2 separate regions of the Rattus norvegicus genome follow, and region 2 is linked to region 1. The links are chromatin contacts, called in public Hi-C maps. All regions are on one chromosome and are shown on one strand. Each heading gives the region's core, a stretch centred on a gene start, on an enhancer-like site or on the middle of the called end of the contact. The rest is flanking DNA. Distances are from core to core; before and after follow the strand shown.

Region 1 (7,219 bases), core at 2,791-5,290:
TCATGTTAACTCTAGAGCCAAACCCAGTCTTCCAGTGAGAGGAAAGCCAGATTCCCTTCCCTCACTGCTAGAACCATATCGGTGGTTTCATGTTTCATTTAAGTCTAGTGTGTTCAGAATTTGGAAGGCTACTTCAGGAAAGGTTTACTTTGCATCTGACATAAATGCTTGTGACTGCTGTCCTTGAGACAGGAGGCGATGGTATTAGCATGTTCCTGTGTTGTCCTTATATCAACTGACCTCCCATTATGGGAGAGTGAAGTTTGTTAGACTAACTTGATGGTGTCAGATGTCAACCGTGACGTATCTCTAAGAGCTTGAAGGCTCATAATTAGAAGGAATTGAGGATGCGAATATGCCAGCTCACTGCTACACAAAGGAGAAAATCCCCAGACACCATGTGTGCTCTGCTCAGTTTAGAAGTTACAGAGGACTTGAAGAAAAACAAGCGAATCATTTGGGATTAAGAGTTCATCATGCAAGAGGAAAGCTGAACTGATTTCCATCGATAGCAGATGGGTGAAGTTATGATGTTTTTGCAAAGCATTATGAAGTAGGTAAGACACACATAATACAGAAAAAGGAAATGGAAAGAAAGCTTTAGTTAATATCTTTATTACAAGCATACATTTTAAAAAGATAGAGAAAATGTGTTCACCACAGGGATACATTAAATTATGAACTAATCGTGAATATCAGTTAACCCTATAACCTTACACAGCCAGTTATGTATGGTACTATAGAAGAAGACAGATTGATTAAATCATTTTGAAATTAATAACAGTACAGTTTACAGACAAGGCCCACTTGTTATACATCATGCAAGGTCTAGAATCATCCCTAAAACAAGAGATGAAGAAAAAAGAAATGGGTGAATTTCCTTTTAAATAAATTGGGAAAATGTTTGTACCCTTTTGAATAAAGAAGCTAAAAAAGAGAGACGATATTATGTCTTGCCATTCATTACAAAAGGGAGTTCTTTAATTCACTAGAGTAATTTAATAAAGATGGAAAAACAACAAAATAAATATCATGAGTAGTCACTGTGTCTGCTCCTATGGAAAGTTGTGATGAATGCCTTATATACATATAAATATATAATTGCATGTATTTACAATATATAGTATATATTTACTATAACATTTATATATTAAATTATATAATGTTAAATTATATCATATATTTGTGTATTTAATAATGATACATAAAATATACATTTTATTAAATATGGTATATAAAACGTGTGTTTTATATGTATAAAATTGGGGTTCCCAGACTATCTACCAAGAATCTCTGTCACTGAATCCCACAGTACTAGGGTTCTAGTCTGTCAGGCTGGATCTGCCCCCGAACCCAAATATAGAATGACCAAATTTGATTCTTCTTAGTTGCTGGATTCTGACAGCAAATTTTAACCTAATGCTAATTATTTTTGCTTTGTAGAACTATAAATATGAATAAAACATTTTCAAAACATTTTTAAGTCATTATATTGTCAGCATCCTGTGAATGGTGTGCCCTTAAAATGACCCTTCTGTCGTGTTATGCCAATTTTACATAGTAAAAGCAGCTTTTAAACTTGGTTTCAAGACAAAGAGAACGTTCCGTGTATTGGAGGAGGCAGGTGGAAGGGGAAGGGAAAGCCTTCATAAGAGCTTACCACTAATGTGAGCCTCAAAGGTTGCGGCACTACCCTCCAGTACCACAACACTTTGTAACGGCTGCGTAAACGTCGGTGCTTGAGTAGTCATCTTTTTAGGCACTCTGGAAAGAAAAAAAGAAAAACCCAGTAAGAATATTGATGCTCAAGGCCCCTCAGCATCTTCTTGGTGGAGACAGACATGTATTTCCCCAAATGGATTTGTCCAGTATGAGGCACTAGAGCAAGAGGACACCTTCTCCTGGTTGGACAAACAGAGCAAGGAGCGCCCCCTAGTGGTCAGAGTCGGAACATTCGCTCATACTAACACCGAGAACTCAGGTTGGGCCAGAGTGAAAGGGAAAACCATGCTAGAACACAGGAGCAGCCAAGGGATTTCAGAGTCGTGGTGTGACAAATGAACCTTTGCATCGACACAGCGTGTAAGACACAATCGCATAAACAACAGTTCCCTCCCCAGCAGTTCTCACGCGTAGTGCCAGCGTTTTATAAGGTGACCTTGCTTCAGGCTCTGTCCCCTTACTTAAAATCACCGCCCAAACGAAAAAATCTGTACTTTGCAAGCAGTTGGCTGACTTGAAAAGTGTTGGCAAGTGTTTTCTCCTCCTCAAGCTTTTTGCTCTTTCCGACAGCATGAGGAGCTTCCCACACCCTAGTATTTCTGTACATTGTATGCAATGGCACAGTTAATGCCGTTGAAGTAATATTCAGGAAGAATATGTAACAGGCCAAAGTTTATTATAGGTCTGAAAGAAAAATGCAGCCTTGAGTTCTTCACATGAACGGAGCTGTGTGTGAACCGAATAACGGAGGGCTGGTGGGAATTGTTCATCGGAATAAAAAGATCTGTGCTTCATTATGTGAAATATTCAACAACAAAAAGAAAAAAAAAACGAGTAAAATTTGCAGTTAAGCCCTTTTGTAAGTGGAGGAAAGTATTTCATCTACCATTTTCTGAGACTACATGAGAAAATTCTTATGCATAAATACCTAAGTAGTTCCTTGAAGCACACCAATGTTCTGACATTAAAGGGCAGAATTGCCAATTGCCTCATTCTTATCCTTCACAACGGTCTTTGTTCACTAAATGTTACCCTGCAATATCCTTCTTAGTCCTGTAACTGATTTTTTTTTTTTGAGACAAAATTCATACCCCATAAAAATCCAGATGTCACCCAAAAATTTCCAGGAACCATTTCTCAGGAACTCTTGCTTCCAGCACGTTATCTTTCGGGTGAACACATCTTATGTCTAGTTTTTCCTGTCTGCAAGCCAGTGTATTCTCAAAAAATAGCTATCTCCTTAGATAAACCACGTATAATTATGTATTTATCTAATAACGGGCATTTACAATTTGTAATCTAATCCCAGGAAGATAGGAAATCAAAGTGTATTTAGAAATTAAGAATCTTTTATTTCTTACCCTTTTTAGCATTAACATTATCTCACACCATATAACTGGATTGTGGGTTGAATTAAAATGCATAATGAGATTTGGAATCTTCTAGAAAGCAATTCTATAGCTTCATTGAAAACTTATAAAAATGTTGGGAATTAAAGAGCCCAGATAGGTTTGATATTCTCATTGTCTAGGAAGACTAAATTTATTTCTGTGAGCACTTGCTTCTTGGAGGCCTAAGGCTGCAGGCATGCATCTCAAATGTCACACTCCCAAAATAAACCATCCGGCTTGACTGACAGCAGACAAGTGTTCTTCCACAGTCCGCAACAGATACCTTAGCAGTTGATTCCCTTAAAAAGTCACTGGGTGTAGCTGATGCCACATGGGTTTTCTCTGTGCTATTCTTGGCCTGCCTTGCTTTATCACCTGGTCACATGACCTTGTACATTCTCCACAGACAAGTCTACTAAGGAAGCAAACATTTAAGCCCCCACTTCAGACTCCTGGTTCTAGGGCATCTCTTTAAAAATCAGAATGGTTGACTATGGTTATAGGCATAAGTACTTGATTTCTCTCTCTCTCTCTCTCTCTCTCTCTCTCTCTCTCTCTCTTTCTTTCAGAAAATGTACATTTCAAAACCAAATTTAAAATGCAGATTCACACTGTAGGTCAGCAAGATGAAACCTTTAACAGAAGGCATTCGTGGCTCAAATCATCAAATAGCAACCAATCAGAAAGAGGTCTAGGAGTCAAACAAACTGGTTCTCACTCACCTGATTTCTCAAGAGTGCCCAAAAAGGGTGGGACCAAGCCCAAGGTTCTGAAACGACGTCCTACGTAGAGTTGGTTTTTCCAACCATCTCCGACATGAATCGGTGAGCCTCTAACCCTCCAAACAAAACCACACAGTCAGGACTGTGTAGTTTTGTTTTCTATGCAATCCCTACACCCGAGGCGAGGTGGGAATGCGCGACTGCTCCAGAGCCAGGGGCTGGCTGGCCCTTATATTTCCCAGATCTGCTGACAGCCCAACATCCTTAGAGCCTGGCTCTGTGATTGGCTCCGTTAGGAAGGCATGATGGGAGAGGACCTATTTGGGAGTAGCACAAACCACCTGTTCCTCTGATTGGCAGTGCTAAATTTAGCCTTTTAGAAGAGGCTTTACCGAGGAAATAGAATTGTATTTTAAAAACGACCTCAACAGGGGCTCAGAGACAGGAGTGTTTGTTGCAAACGTGAAAAATCTACCCAGGTGGACCTGAAGCCAGAATGTGACAAAGGATAAAACTTTTGGACATTTGTAGATCTAAAAGAATCCTGAACTTGAGCCCGGTGCTCTGTGAGTCAGGCTCCACTTCTGTTCCCTGCCCTCTAAACCCAACCAAATGGACCTGCCAATCATGACAGCTGATGAAGTAATTTATATCATACATAGGTTTCATCTTCTCTGATAAACTTAGCACTTGAAGAGAACCCATTTGTCCTGTTGGTTCTATGGAATAGCCACCCCAGTGTTAGTGAGTTATGTGTGGCACAGTTCTGCAGGAAATAAGACCCAAAGGCAAAGTCTGCATAATGTATGCAGTGCACTGTATGGGACAATGCCTTTGCTCTAACGAGAGTTCATTTTTGCCTGCCAGTAATATTTACCGATACCCACAGGCTGCCCTTGCTGCCTGGTGAAGTCCAAGCTTAAACTATCCACAGTGTTGTTTTACTCGGTGTAAGGTTAGTACCAGGGTGAGCTCCTAATCTCTGCAGCTCGCTGTCACTAATGGGAAGTGCTTAGGGCATGATATACTTGCTATTTTAGGAGTGAATTTAATTTCAAGCAACAGACAGTTCAAATACAAAAGATCATATCAAACAGCCTTTGTTGTGGCTCAACTCAGGGATTTGTAAAATTCTGCTTAGAGCGGAGAAAATTGACTCATTGATAAAGGAAAGACACTTTTATCAATAAAGTAGACTAAAAAAATTAAATTTTAAGTTAGGTTTCCTTATGTTTGTAATTAAAAAAAAAAGTTCCCTGTTGTGGGATAAATTGGCCTTGCAGTCGACTTTGAACATTTTGAGGCTTTTCTGTCTCCTGCTTACCTATAGAGTGATAGTTCATTAACATTTAACAGCTTCAATTTACCAGCGACTGTCAGTGGTGCAGCTCTGATAACAAGCTGACACCACCCGTCCTTATTTAAACAGCTATCTCCTTCACCTAAGTGCTGCCTTCTGTCCTGGAGCCACCAAGCCCCACCCCCACCAGACTGTGCCTGCTATAACTCACTCCATCCCTTTCTTCCCTAAGGGGCCCGCTTCATGTTGTGTACCTTGACAATGACTCCCAAGAATCCAACAGAGACTCCTGATAAAAGGGAACATGTCAGTCATAATAGGCAATAAGTCAACTTTTTGTTTGGGGTGCTCAAAATAATTTGCTATTTATTTAAAATTCATCTGTGCATTTATTTCTCTCTCTCTCTCTCTCTCTCTGTGTGTGTGTATGTGTGTGTGTGTGTGTGTGTGTGTGTGTGTGTGTGTGTGCAGTATATATGTTTCTAATCTGGAGTATGTCAGTGTCCTGTCATGTTTAATCAGGGCAAGTCCAGCCATCTTAGTCCTGGAAACTACAACTAACAACTGAACAACTGACTAGAGATCCGGAGCCCAGCCCAGCACAATTCCGGGAGCAGATAAGCCATGAAAACACATCATATATTGCAAGCCTAAAGTCATGTGTGTCTCCTCCTGAGCTGCCTGTCTGTCCGCTGTCCTTGAACTTTCTAGACCTTTCAGTATGGCTGAGGTACTTGCCTTTGGGTGCTCATGTTTAGAGAACGCTCAGAGTTAAGAAGGAGAGAGGGAGAGTGGGGAAGGGAAAGGGAATCAGCAAACACTCACGCAGTGCCATGAAAAGAGGCAGGGTGACTGATCTCTGAACAGTATCAGAATGTGTCTAGCACCACGGGAAGCATTAGCTTTTGCATTAAGTATGGCAGAGTTGGAGCCTAGCAAGTCGACCCGTTGGAAATGAGCCGCTTCTCAGACTGAGGAGTTTGCTGATGCTGTAAGATCTCCATTTAGTATCCTGACTAGGGAGTCACACAGATAATCCCTAACAGCTGCTAATTCAAATATAATGCCTACTTAGTTTCGGAATGTGTGGCGCGATTCTCCCTTTGAGCATCGCAGTCAATGTAATTTAGTAAATATTTTATCAAACACATGCTCAGTGCTGAACAGTTTAAATTATTGTGACTTACAGTCTGTCACTCTTTCCTGGCAACTAATATGGACTGGGTGGTGACTTTGTGCCCAGCCTTGTGCTAGAGGTCAGTGGCACCCTCAGAGAAGACAGCCTCGTTGTTTAAACTCCTATGGAAGAAGGTCTTCCCAGACAACTGATAAACTGTTACTATTCAGTGACTGAGATGAAGGTAAGAGCATCCGCGAACTCGAAGGGCTACTCATTCCCCACTTCTGCTGCTTTCAGACTTCCTTTGTGTTATACAGAACCGCGTACCACAGTTCTGACTTCCTGAGAGTCATTTGAGGAGTAGGTCCAATGTTAATGCTCAATTTCAAGAGTAGTATCTAAGGGAAACAAGCAACATTAGTGCCTCTTACACTTTATTAAAATATATATTTGTTAAATATAAAGCATACATTGCTACTGGCAATGGGATCATGGTAATTCACAGGAATCGAACATCTGTCCCCCAGGAGTCTGTGTGTTAGTAAGCCCAGCTGTGTGTATTCACACAGCGTCTGTCTAATCCTTCCCCCACTCACACAACTCCAACACGCAAACATGGACCCACCACAAGGAAGTACAACAAAGCAAGTTCAGGAAGTGCACAGGGAAGGAAGGGCTGAGTCCAGCAGCTTGTGTTTGTTCACATGTGCCTTCTGTAGGTGACAAAGTCAGAGAAGCTACATGGGGTGGGAGAAGGGCAGAAATCATTGCTTAAACTTTAAGTGAAGACTGTCTCTTCATCAGCAAGGCTAAAGGAATCAGTTTCTACTACTCCTCACCCTGTGCTACTGGTCAGTACCATATCTAATATCATAACTAGCATCCAAAAGCAAAAATATCATTTTACAAACATTTGACAAAGTAAGAAATCAGAAAGTATAATTCTTCAAGTTCTCCACAGCAC
Region 2 (7,219 bases), core at 1,597-4,096, 94 kb after region 1:
AAACTCCATTTTTTTCCTGCATTGGCAAACAGACTGACTGCCCAATGTAGAGGATGGAGTTTACAAAATTAACATGAAATATGAAGGAGCTGTTTATTGGCTATGGAGGCTTAGGTGACATTAAGACACTGAAGCATTTTGCTAGAGGGATGTCTCAGCAGTTAAGAGGGCATACTGCTCTTGCAGCAGACCTGAGGTTTGTTCCTAAAACCCACATTGGGAGACTTACAACCTTCTGCAATTCCAGCTCTAGGGAACCTTATGTCCTCTTCTGGAATTTACAGACACTTGTATTTGTGTTTATATACCCCTCCCAACACATACACTATGCAAATAAAAATAAAATAAGAAAAATAAGGAGGACTGTAATGTTTAAAGATATTTTTAAAAAAGGTAAAGCAGAGTGCAGTCTTTGTCGGTCTCCTGATAGCCATTTCTGACCTTTGGGCTAGAGAGGGAACGAGTGAGTCAATAAAAGGCTGACCATCTAGAGAAGTCGTCTTCCAGTCAGTGCTATTGCAGAAAGCCACCCTTCAGAATGTTCTATACCACTCTGAAGAACAGGTCTATCATAAAAGGTATATAGCACCATGCAACACCAGGTAACACCAGCAAAAGCCTTGAAGTCTAGTCTTTCCAGATTGCTAAGTGGGAATCCTCTGAGGAGAATGGAGAAGGGGTACCCACAGAAGACTGTCAGGGAAGATCCCAGACCATCAGAGACAAGAAGAGGTAGGCTAGTGGAGACCTGAGGGAGGCAAGGTGGGGCTTAGTTCATTCTCACAGAAGACAGTTTGATATGCCCCAAAGTGAACGGCCAAATTCAACTAGACAGAGTTAAAATCTATAGAAATCTCTCAGATGCTCTTTCATGGTGAAATTCTCTTCTTCCTCCAATGTCCTCACATCTTTCAGGTTTGCTCTCTTAGTCACTTAAGTCTTTTAAAGAAACTTTGATACCCAAGGACCCTTTCTTACCTGATCCTGTTTTTCTTGCAATTAGAAACAGAGCAAAGTCAGGCGGTATGCCGATGTTAGAGGATGTGGTTTTATGACTTTCCCATAGCTCACTGAGGCATCACTGAGGAGCAAGCTCTGTTTCTAGGATTTCAATTTTATTTTAAATATGGGGTTGTCTATTTAGGACAAAATGGTGCTTCTTGTTAATCAAGGATAAGATTTAAAGTCAATGCCTAAAGCAAACTTCTGGTGGCTAAAATTACCTTGGCTTCCCTTAAGTCCCACTTACAGTTTAAGGTTGGTGAATTGTTCCGTGTTATATTTGTAGTTTAGATTGACGAATTCCAAGGTCCACCAAGGGAAGAGATAAATGGAAAGTCCACATGTAAAGGTCAGGATGTGGTCTCCTTTCCTCCTTTAAAGAGAAGTCTTAGTATCCTTCTACCAATGGGGGGAGGGATGGAGAATTTATGGTATCTCTTCTTGGTTACAAAGCTAACCTCATTCTGTTTTAATAATAAATCATGCTATGCTCACTGTTGTTTTGAAAATTAAGAAAAATAATGAAAGTAACTAAGAATGAGGACAGATGGGCAGTACTCAGACACCGTTAGCTGCTGTTCTAAATTTTGATCAATCGAACACATCTTTAAAAGAATCTCTTAGAAGAAGGCAGCCACCTGGTGCCTGAATTTCATTCTACGGGGCTTTCTTCTGTGAAAGACCTCTCTCAGACCTCAACCATGGTGTCATCTTCATAGGAGTCAGAGCTAAAAGTGCAAGGCTGTTGGATGCACATGCAGTGTCACTGTGTCTTAGTCACGATGCTATAATAAAGGTATGACTTCCGAAATGAATGAAGATAAACTGAAGGGCCAGCTAGGCACTAGAAATAAGAGTCTTAAATCAAAAGCAAAGGTAACTCATTAGCTTGGAATCAAAGAACTCCGATTTTCTTCCACTGTCTCTTTGCAAATAGGTCAACTGTTAGGAATACATTTCATGGTTTCCTCTACATAATAAAGCAAATGACAAAATATAATAGCAATATAAAGGAGATGACAGGTTTCCTTTCATTAGCTTAACACAAACCTGTGCAGAGTGGACATGTTTCTCTGAGTGGAGGGAGAAGGATCCTATGAAGGAGTTCCTTACTTAATGTTTTAGTTGGATTTTTGTTGTTGCAATAAAACAAGACCAAAAGCACCCTCTGGAGTAAAGAGTTTATAACATCTTAGAGATTAAAGTCCGTCATTTGAGGGGAGACAAAGCAGGAGCTGGAGGCAGGAACTGAAGCAGAGACCAAGGAGGAACACAGCTACTCGCTTTCCTTGTTTTCTGACCCAGGATCGCCTGCCCAGGGATGGTACTGCCTGAGGTGGCTTTGATCCTCCAACAACCATTAATTAAAGAAAATGCTCCAAAAAACATGCCTGTAGGCCAGTTTGATGGAGACAATTCTTCCACAGAGGTTCCCTCTTCCCAGATGACTCTAGTTTGAGTCAGGTTGACAACACTAACCAGCATACTTAGTTTTAAGCATAATAGGGATAGTTCTGTAGACACAAAAATAACAGCTAAACCTTCAGGCTTTGGAAAGAAGTCTTCTTTCAAAATCAAACTCTCTGTGACTGGCTGAATGGTATGCAAAATTCCTCTCTCTCATTCCCGTGTAGAATTTGGTGAGGAATCCATGTGCCAATTCCAGAAATGATCTAAGCATTACCCTTCCCAAAATAGAACGGACCCGATCTCTTATGTACCCGACCTGTAGGGAACTTGATATACTGGATCTCTTTGTTGCAAATACACTACAGAAGGTCTTCCTGCAGATAAGAACACTGTGAGCCTCGGACAGACTCTCTTGGAATTAAAGTCTCCTCCCCCTTGGCCTTTCTTTTCATAGCCTCCTGCTTCTTCAGCCTTATATGTCCAGAGTGAATAAGCATTTATGTCTAGACTGGGGGTTGGGGCAGAGATAAAAGCACAAGGACAGTGTTCTCTCCTGCTGGGTCCCAGGCATCCAAAGCATCTCACATGCTACCGCTCCGTCCCTCCACACAGGGAGGGGACAGGTCAGCTCCTTTGGGCCCTAATTTGGAAAAGATTAAGGAACTGCTTGGCTTTTGTTCTTAAAGAAGCCAATAAAAATCTCCCCTGTTCACTGTGTTAAATGCAGACCCAAGCTCAACTTTACCAAATCAAACATAGATGGTATCGGGGAATGGCATGTTTTACTCTTTTTAAATATCGACAAGACCCATGATTTAAGAACCACGAGCCATCCAGAGTAATTCTGCTGCCATGCTGGTTCCCAAAGACGCTGGTCAATAACAACGTTAGATTTTTGACTAATAAATGTGGAAGAGTCAATATTAGGAAACAGCAAAATGACACACCCTGGAAAACACCCAAGGACACAAAACAGCTTCGGATCAGAGCCCCTGATCCCACTGCCTTCAGAGAGTCCGATCTCCTCTGGGCGGCTTATATAAGGACCCACGTCTTCACTTTCCTTCCCTAAGCAGCACCTCAGACACCCGCTGGTGGCTCAGGCTGCTGAAGTAACTCATGTTCAGGACGTTTGACCAAAATTGTTCCCGCTTGCAAACCAATGAAGAGGTGTAACTGGATTTCAGGTCCCCTTTCCCAATTCTCCACTGCCCCCATGGGTTCCTACTTTCTCAAAGTTGTTTTGCTGCCCCGCACCATCCCTTCCGGTCTCCGGGTAGACAGTGGTCCTATTAAGCTGTATTTAAAGGCATTTGTTGCGCAGCAGGTTTTCTCCACAAGCTGAAAAATGCTGGAAAAGAAGCTTTAAATCGAATGCGTGTGTCAGCGGTGTTTTATCCATAAGAGAATGAAGGAAATTTACATACTGACGTCTTAGGCTTCCTGAGGCAAATTCATCTTACAGATGAAATGAGACTCATTAAGTAGAACTTTAGGTATCTCAAGTCTATTCACTATGTTTTTCTTTCATCTTCATTGACTTAAGTGATTTTTAGGATGACCTTTGTTCTATTCATAAGGGAAATCATCGCGTGTGAATTGTTTCTGTTTTTAATCCCTTCAAGGAATATCCAGCAATATCTATGGACTAGAGACTCAACTGCGTGATGCACATAGATTTGCCACATTAGAGTGGCTGAAGCAATGTGGAATGCATATGGAATGACAGAGCTAGGGCAAGTGCTCTGATGTGCATTCACTCAGCAAGCCCTCAGCTGGGCTACACCCTAGTCCTGTATCACCATACTGGGATGGGCTGGAGATCCTGGAAGAACGCAGAATTAGGATTTCTACTTTACAAATGAAGATGTCAGTAACGGGGAGAAGTTAGGTACATATCCGAGGCCACGTGGTTAGTAAACGTGTCAGGCCAAATTCGTCCCCAGCCTGGCTCCAGGATGTTATTTTAGCAGTCATGCTAATAAATACTTCTAAATTTTCCTCAGTGTCCTATCATTTCTATTTTATACTCCAACTATACCCTTAAATGCATATATAACTCGTCACCTACCCTAAAAAGATTATGGAATTATATTCTCTAAAGTAAATGAGGGGTTGTTCGACTGTTTTTTGAAGAGAAAACTCACGTTCAAAGGCTAAATCTACATGCCATATAACCAGCTGTTTGTTCTGTCAGACAACGTAAGAATTCTGAACACTAGGTGGCATGAGGAGATGATGAAGTCAACCTCTCTCCTGAGCGGTGAGGAACATGACAGGAATAATAAATAAACAATCAGTACTGCCTGGAGTCGGTGGAAGGGTGACACATGTGGTATTTTCTCTTATTTAACTCTACTTAGCTGCTCGGGTGTGACGCAGAACTTGCACTGGCAATCTGTGTTCTTTCGTTATCTTAGTAAGATTTTTCCTTTTAAATTGATCTTATCTCAGTGTGTCAATATAATGTTACGAAGGACATAGTATATTGTTCTTGGTTGTATAAACTTTTCTTGGGGAGATGGGAACAAATGTCTACTTACTATTAATTACTGGAAAAAAATGTTTACTTATATTGTAAGTAGAATTCTCTCAAGGTCCAACCCGGGAAACCAATGAGTCTGTTGGGCTTACTTATCGAACATGGAGTTACTCATAGGAGCATGCATGACTGCGAAGCAGCCGCATCAATGCAGAGTCACACTGCAGCACAGATGACAACCTTCCCATAGCATGCACGACTGCAAAGCAGCCGCATCAATGCAGAGTCTCACTGCAGCACAGATGACAACCTTCCCATAGCATGCATGACTGCGAAGCAGCCGCATCAATGCAGAGTCTCACTGCAGCACAGATGACAACCTTCCCATAGCTTAAGAGGTCGACGCTGGTCCCTTTACCTGCTGCACACACTATAATCACCAGCTCCCCCTGAGATGACGAGACTATGTACATTTAGGAGCAAATTATATATCTATGTACCGGAAGCAATGGCGAGAACCCCAGGTGAGGGGCCAATGCCTCCTCTACTATGAGAATATGTCAATAACCAGTAGGTTTTGTCCTGAAGGTGTCGTACAAGTCGCCACAGCAGCTCTGATGACGTTCAGAGCTGTCACGCTCAGAGCGGCCTAGTCTCCAGCAGACCAGCCACTCCTTTATAGTTTGTATTTCGTGCTGTCAATGGCTCAAATAATTAAATAGAAGGCACTAGACTGTTTGGGTAAATACAAAGTAAGATAGACGTGCTTCTTAGCTGCAAAGAATTTTAATTGGGCAAGGAAAAATAAATCTACCAAGAAATGATTACCACAAGCCTGAACATGTTCACTGCCAAAAGAGATATGTAGTAGTGTGGAAGGACACATGGGAGGACTTCCAGTGAATACATTCATGACTTAAAGGGCCACTGACAGATTTACTTACTATGAATTACTGGAAAATTACTGGAAAAAAATGTTTACTGCTGAGTAGGAATAAAATGAAATATCTCTGTTTGTATTTGCAGAACTGGAGGTAGAATCCAGGACCTCAGAGACACCAGGGAAACACCCTACTATTGATTTATAGCACCCCAAAATTGACTATCTTGACAATCAGATGATTAAGCCTGAACTGGGTTTAGGGATCTTGTGATGAATGACGTTGAAGAGTTTCCACACCTTTCGATCATATATTTATTTACTACTTCTGTACTAACAGTTTGCCCACCTTCATTGTCTATTTGCTGAGGTTTAAACAACCTGGCCTGAGCTTTAAAGTCAAAGGTCCTAACCCAGAGTCAACCGTTCTCTCAGAGGGACAGAAGGGAGGTAGGTTAAATGATGATATCATCATCAGTTATTTGGGTGAGATTTGACTTAAGATAACTTTTCAAGTCCTTAAATATTTTTCTTATATATTATATAGTAAATGATATATAATAGCAACAACTACATATAACACACACACACACACACACACACACACACACACACACTCCTGATCATGGTGTCCACATTCCTCACTGCACCCTGGCTCTCTCTAGTGTTTCTGTCACTCTTCACATCTGATCTGAGGTGTATCCCTCCACACCTCAGGCAATGGCTTAGCCTACATCTCCCAAGCATAGCTGATGTTGCATCTTCCAGCCTTCCCCCCTTCCTTGTGAGTCATCCTTCCCAGCTCCACTCAGTGGTTACCTTCCTTGACACATTTTCCCCTAACAGGGCTCTGGTCGGTGCTCTCCACTGCCTTGGGCTTAATCCACCATAGCTTTCCTACTGCTCACCACTCTGTATTGTAAATAACCCACGAGGGTCCAGAAGGATGAGACCATGCAGATGGATTGGTGCTTAAGGGCCAGTGTTGCCTTTCCAGAGGACTGGAGTTTGGTTCCCAAACAGACATGTTAGGCAGCTCACAAGCGCTCATAACTCCAGCTCCAAGGCAGCTCACCTCCCTTTCTAGAGCCTGCACTCATGTGCACAGACACGCACACATACTTACCTCAATCTATCAAAAAGATGAGTCATGGTGCTCAAGAATAAAACGACTAAAAGTAACTTTTAAAAAAAATCTCTAACAATTAGATTTTTATTTACATCATTTTAAGAAATTCTTTCTCAATAATACTTTTCAGGTTCTCTATCTGGTCATGTTTCCTCTTTCAATCTGTTCAATAATTAGGCCATTGTAATTGTTTTCCACCATGGTGCTTAAGATGCATGTATTTTAAATGGTAAATGAGGAATATGTAAATGGGAAAAGTACAGCAAATGTCATGCTTAATTATTTTGTTTTCATGTCAAACAGAAACGTAGCTCTA

Evidence for each region. A called contact is a pair of places that touch in the nucleus more often than the background predicts.
Region 2: a Hi-C map of the A7r5 cell line shows a contact between it and region 1, with 2.3 times the contacts expected there. The contact joins the enhancer-like site here to the promoter of Ttn in region 1. A contact is called at or near these places in 5 of 12 Hi-C or Micro-C datasets (the A7r5 cell line, frontal cortex, hepatocytes and 1 more).

Annotation. Positions count from the first base shown.
Region 1 is chr3:82,328,070-82,335,288 of GRCr8, forward strand. Ttn (titin) reads right to left here and starts at 4,041. Exons shown (of 297, transcript NM_032068.1): 1 at 3,836-4,041; 2 at 1,661-1,764. The coding sequence starts at 1,751.
Region 2 is chr3:82,423,330-82,430,548 of GRCr8, forward strand. The region is part of intron 8 of Ccdc141 (coiled-coil domain containing 141); the gene reads right to left. Among named protein-coding and RNA genes, the nearest start is that of Ccdc141, 90 kb to the right of the region's middle. Within about 2 kb of position 2,847, at least 10 of the 93 cell types and tissues checked have an H3K27ac peak or open chromatin away from gene starts, as enhancers often do. A contact at or near this core is called in the A7r5 cell line, where this site is marked.